Linked DNA regions of Anser cygnoides: region 2 is linked to region 1. Evidence: chromatin contacts called from public Hi-C data. All regions are on one chromosome and are shown on one strand. The core of a region is the stretch at or near the end of the contact, and the rest is flanking DNA. Distances in the headings are between cores, read along the strand shown. Region 1 holds the start of AKAP7 (A-kinase anchoring protein 7). Region 2 holds the start of SMLR1 (small leucine rich protein 1).

Evidence for each region. A called contact is a pair of places that touch in the nucleus more often than the background predicts.
Region 2: a contact with region 1 is called in a Hi-C map of liver, with 1.6 times the contacts expected there. The contact joins the promoter of SMLR1 here to the promoter of AKAP7 in region 1. A contact is called at or near these places in 2 of 7 Hi-C or Micro-C datasets (both in liver).

What each region holds. Positions count from the first base shown.
Region 1 is chr3:63,265,839-63,268,800 of Taihu_goose_T2T_genome, reverse strand. AKAP7 (A-kinase anchoring protein 7) reads left to right here and starts at 1,451. Exons shown (of 9, transcript XM_066994279.1): 1 at 1,451-1,685. The coding sequence starts at 1,523.
Region 2 is chr3:63,417,532-63,420,493 of Taihu_goose_T2T_genome, reverse strand. It overlaps SMLR1 (small leucine rich protein 1), which reads left to right and starts at 1,370. Exons shown (of 2, transcript XM_066994298.1): 1 at 1,370-1,601. The coding sequence starts at 1,469.

The DNA.
Region 1 (2,962 bases), core at 202-2,701:
ACACTGAATAGATTTTCTCCCAGTATTTCATTGGTAACTCCATGGAATCAAATTTTCAAGTTTTTTTTTTTTTTTTTAACAATGCTAACCAGCTAGGAACAGGTGACCACTTACGTATTTAGCCTCCTAACGATAGCTGTTATTTAGCTGAAACACATACAGTAAGCAAAACAGCCAACAGCCTTATCATAAAGCTTCTCTGAGATTCTCCAAAACTTGGATTTTTGTGTCAAATCCAGGCTTTGGTTTCCATGGGTCTATACAGACCCCATGAAAACAGTGTGAAAGACATTGAGGGCAAACACAGCATGAAATGGGTCAAAAAGGTTGTAAAGTATTTCCAAACAAACTATCTCCCAGAAAGGGAAGGCACAGACAAGCCAAATACAGAAACTCCCTTAATTTTCACTAGTCTCTCAGCTTCTAACATCCAGAATGCATGCAGCTTTGCGGCTTCCTCCCTAATACAGCCATTTTTTATTTTTTTCCCCCTCCAATCCTACTCCCTTTAAAAGCGAAAGTAAGAATTTGTATATATGGATAAACAATCAGCTCCTTCAGATCTGGTCTATATGCACAGGCTGATCTGCAAAAACAGAAGGCGAGATTTGGCTTGGCTTCGCCCACAGAATGTAGTGACAGCGTTTGGCTTCCAAAGGGCACAAAGTCTTTATTTAAGCAGGAAAATAGTGTCTTGCATTCCTCGCCTCGGAGAAACAGCCTCTCGTGTACACCCAAGAGGTTGATTCCCAATAGGAGATTGTACAGCCACAGTAGAAGCATTATTGCCAACGGTAAGGGTGGGCCAGAGTGATGTCAGGAGACCGGGTGATTGCATAAAGAATGGATGTTTCAAGGAAGATGATGTTTTTCCCTGGACCGCAGCTAAACGGATAAAAATTAGTGCTTTGGGTGGTATAAAGTTCCTCTGGTGGTCCCAAAATACAAATGATTATTTTGAGGAGTCTGAGGAGTAGTCAGCTCAAAGCACTCCTGTGGAGTTAGAGGCGTTCTGTTTAGCTGCCAAATTTTGGTAAAATAAGAGTGAAAACAACAAATGGACATAACATATATGGAATGTACATTACATATATGGGATGTACATGACATATATGAGATGTACGTGACATATATGAGATGTATGTGACATGTACGAGATGTACACAACAACAAATGTACATCTCGTGTCAGGACACGCTATCTGGATGCCTCCACTGCGTACAGGGCAGCTGGACAACAGCACACCGCAGAGTACAAGCTGCAGGAACAGCACAGGGCACAACACACAACCGAAACCCGCGCAGGGAACCCTCATTCCCCTCAGCGCCGCCATGAGCGCCGCCCCTGGGCGGGCCAGCGGCGGGGCGGGGAGCACCGACAGGGCGGCCCACCCCCGCCCCTCCCGCCATGCCCCACGCGGGGCTCCGTGCGCGGGGCACGCCGGGGGCTGTAGTCCCGGGGGAGCGCCGGGCCCCGTCCCCCGGCCGTCCCGCAGCGGAGCGCCCCGCCGGCCCCGCCGGGCATGCAGCGGCTGCTGCGCCGCCTGCTCCCCGCGCTGCGCCCCGCGCTGCGCCCCCGCGCCCTCCTGGCCCCGCCGCGGCCCATGGCGCTGCGCCCGGCGGCGGCGGCAGCGGCAGCGGGGGGCGGTGGGTCCCCCCCCGCTGGGTCCCCCCCCCGGGAGCACGGTGAGGAGGCGGCCGGAGGGAGGGAGAGGAGGCGGCCGGGCCGGGCTCGGCACCCCCGCGCCGTCCCGGGGCTGCGGCCCGCGTAACGGGACCGGGTGGGCTCCAGGGGACGCCCGGGCCTGATCCACCCGGCCTCGGGCGGGCAGGTGGCAAGTAATAAAACGTGGTTTACGGCTCCCCGCTGGGTGAGCTTCCCTTTCCGAGCTAGGTGTATCTTTTTTTTTTTTTTTTTCATGGTTATTTTTTATTTCCTGCTGGAACAGATGGCTCGTGGAGATCAGGAAGCACTTAAAGACAAGCATGGGGATAACGTAGATGCCTGCTCGTATATAAACCCCAGGCAATACCATTAAACGTGCAGTTAAAAAGAGTTCATCCTACAATAGCTTGGTGATCAAGGAGCTCCTACTTCTTGGGTTACTGAGGTCTCAGGTTACCTGCATTATGTCAGGAATCCTGAAAAGTTGTCCTCACCTTGTATTAGTGACTAGGGTACAATCCTTGGACTTTGTTGCTGCTTCCTGCGGTATTTTATGCCAGGAAAGGGGTGGGATGAGGCTTTCTGCCCGGGTCTCAGCGCGTGTTCAGCAGCAGTGCCCCTTCGGACGAGCCGGCCGCTCGGAGAAGGGGCGCTGCTGACGGCAAGCTGTGCCGCTGCCGTGCCCACCTGCCCCTGGGAGCCGGCAGAAACGTGCAGGCTGCCTGAGGTGTATGGCTTTTCCTGCGGACATCTGCAATACACACCCCTCAGATTCATGCGAGCCCCGGTCTGCAGCCGGTGCTACCATGACAGATCCCTTTTGCTCTCGGCTGGGCACGGTTCCGCATTTCGGGATCTCGTTGGTAACTTCTGTGCCCCAGACCGACCTACCTGGTTGCCAGTTTCATGGATTTTTTTTTTTTTGCCCCTCACTTGGCGATCTCTTTGAAGGAGAAAACATTGTTTTCTGTGTGCTGGTAGTTCACCAGCAACAATCTGTTGCGTAAGCTTTGATGTATATGTTAAGTAATAAATTTATTATTGCTTTAGCATCTCTTTGTTGCACATAGTTTTTAGTGTCTACAGGGGGAACAAGCAACCAGACTAAATAGTTCGCTGCTTTTTAGTTAGCCTCTGGCACAAAGTTAGGTGTCAGATCACAACCACAGAGTGATTTATGCCTCCCTACTTTAGGCTGGAGTGAATTAGCATTGAACCAGCTTGTTCTTTTACTTATCATCCCTAGCATAAAGTGATAAACACACACACACACAAAAACACTTTGTAGGGTGCTAAT
Region 2 (2,962 bases), core at 121-2,620, 150 kb before region 1:
GTTCTACTAATCAAAACAGCAGATGAATAACATAACCAGGAATTTGTCTGCAAACATGATATTCACCATCACTTTTTGTCACAAAAGAACGATCTCTTGCCAGATACGTTACAGCTCAAATAAAACTACAAACTTAAAGCAATTGCTAGGTGAGATTAGTTGCCTTTTGAATACAGTAGATAAAGAATACAAAGTGAACACAGAAGTAACGTGTTCATTACAAGTGACACTACACATTTGTTCACTACAAATCCACTGCATTTTCCATTAACTCCAGCCTACCCACCTGCCTAATTAGTCAAATCTTCTACATCACTGCTGGGCATCCAGAGAAAATTGCTATTAAAATGGTAGTTTCCGTTTTGAGCTCACAGTCCCATTTCAGATTTGGTAGGTATTAAACAAATGCTCGTAAAATGGGCCAGATTTGTTGTCCATGTCATAACAAGCTGCTGAAGCCACAAAACCATAATGCTTTATGTTACCTGGTACCTTCCTTCATTGGGCATCAGATGCGATATGCCACAGATTGGATGTTCAGGTAGACTAACCTGATCTCTGACAACTTGAAGCATGTCTCTGCTGGGATTCAAGCATGCGGGCAGGTCAAATGGCAAGACTCTGCATTGTCTCCAGGTGACATCAAGATGCCACATCTACTGAGGTGACGGTTTTATAAATCTGAAGGTGTAAGGAAGGGATATATTATGGCTAGTCTTCTTTCTAAACTTATCAGTGCGTCCTAGACACAGTTCTGCTATGGACTGGTGACCAGATGGGAAAAACTGAACACCCCAAATCCAGTTGCTTACTTGGATGTTTAAAAGGTTCATAAATTCTTTGGCATGTATGTCCCTGAGAATCAAATATTTCTGATTTTTCTAAAAAAAGAATCCTTCCTGAATTTTGCTGTTCAGCAGCTACTTTTTGGAAAAAATGCTGTTGCTACAACACCATTCTCTCACTTGTGCCTGCCTCAGTGGTTTGGTCTGAAAACTTCAGAACAGAGAGTACATGTATGCCTGTGTTCCAACCTGTATGTATAACAGGGTCTTCACCTTGAGGGAACAATTGAGGTCTATTGTAAAATCAGTAATATATCTGGAAGGAGTATGCTTATTATTCAGAATGGCATGTATATTAGCAGACGACAGAGCCCATACTGCTGAAAAGGCAGCAGCTTTACATATTGCGCCCAGCCCAACATATCCAAAGGTTTCAGAGCCCTACACTACTTGAATAAGCACTTTTAAACTCCATGGTTGAGTAACTTTACAAGTGAACTCCAATCCTATTAAGAATCACGGGCCTATACAAACAAACCAAAGTCCAAAAAGTGATAATAGTCTGAGCAAAGGGCAGAATGTTGATGCAGAAAAAAGAAAAAAAAAAAGGAAGAAAGCAGGATAAATCAGCTCCACACTTACAGAGCTGAAGAAACTTATTCAGCAAGGCTGCTGCAGAAGAAATGAGCCTAACTTACATTATTTCCGTGTTTGTAAGGGAGCTACCCGGCTGCATTCTCTTTGGCTGGATCTTCATGTCTGTGGCTTTATTCCTCCTGATGCTCATCGCCTATTTCAGGATGCAACTATCAGAAGGTGAGTCGCAATTCAGGCAGAAAGAGTGGGTAGGCAGACAAAACTTCTCATTCAACAGGCTGCTGTCAGGCTTGTACTCTTAACTAGACCGAAGAGAACAATGATCCTACTCTTCTGAAGCTGTACTGCATTTTAAGCCATTTTCCAATTTGAAAAAATATTATAAAAATATGTTTGGAATTCAGATTGAATCCTCACTGAAAATTCTGTAGTTTTACCTATGATGCAGTACAAAAAGACAACCAAATGGAGAAAAAGAATAGGGCGGCTAGAGCAAAGATTGTTTTTCTCTGTGTGAGTCTTCAGCATGAAGCTGCCAGCAGCTACACCCCACAATAGCTGGCTGCTGAGCGTGCCTCTGTGTTCTTTCAAAGGTATGCATTTGTTCTTACTTGGTACGTGAATGTACATTTGCCATTTTAATTTTTCTATGTTAAAATCAGCTTATATTTGCTTCCGAAATCCATCTTTACAGTAAAAGCAGCAGAAGAAACAGCCTGCCCACCCAGGTGAACGCACAGCAAGCGACACAAACCTCACACCAGTGTTGCAAACCGGGGTCCTCACAGGATCTGATGCGTCCTGCACAAAGACACAGGGCTATGGCTGTAGCAGGCAGGGGATTCCTTTCAGGAAAGAAATCCCTGCACATCAGACCACCACATTTTAATGGGATGGTTTTCATGCCTTCCAGGTTTGAGTCCCAGCTAGGTCTGATATATAGTCTGAGACTGCTCAATCTGAGCCGATGTACACACATGCCGCTCTCATTTTAAGCCTCCAATCTTAAACAAAAACTGCCACGGCCTGTCCCAGAGTGCATTCATATCAGTCCTTATCTTGTTTTTCCTTCAGCCCTTCCAAAACCCCTCCTTGCAGACGTTAGCTAAGCTTGTTCCTGAAATTAGCTGCCTTTTGACCTTTTTTCCTTAAGGAATGCTGGAGAAGCTAAAGTGACATCCTAGATTTCCTCAGTAAACTTCAGCACGCTTCTTGGTGTAGCTCGATGCGAATCCCATGAGGGACAAATGTCCATGATGCATTGTACTGCAGGTTTCAGCTCCAACAGCTCACCCATGATCTCAAAAGCAGACTTGTCTAGGACAATCCTGACTGCAGGGCTCTGCAGGGAAACCAAGACGCTTGCCCAGAGCTGACCCAAGGTGAGCCTGACAGCAACAGGCTAGATTTACCCAACCACTGCAAGGTTAGGGAAGAAGCCTTGCCTGAATTCCAGATCAAGCCCTGCAAGTGGTACATTCATTAAACTTGTTCTGTCCTGAATATATCTTCTGAAAACCTGAAAATTGGGCAATTTACCACAGTTCTAAATGTAGGAAAGGCCACAATATCCCCAAATG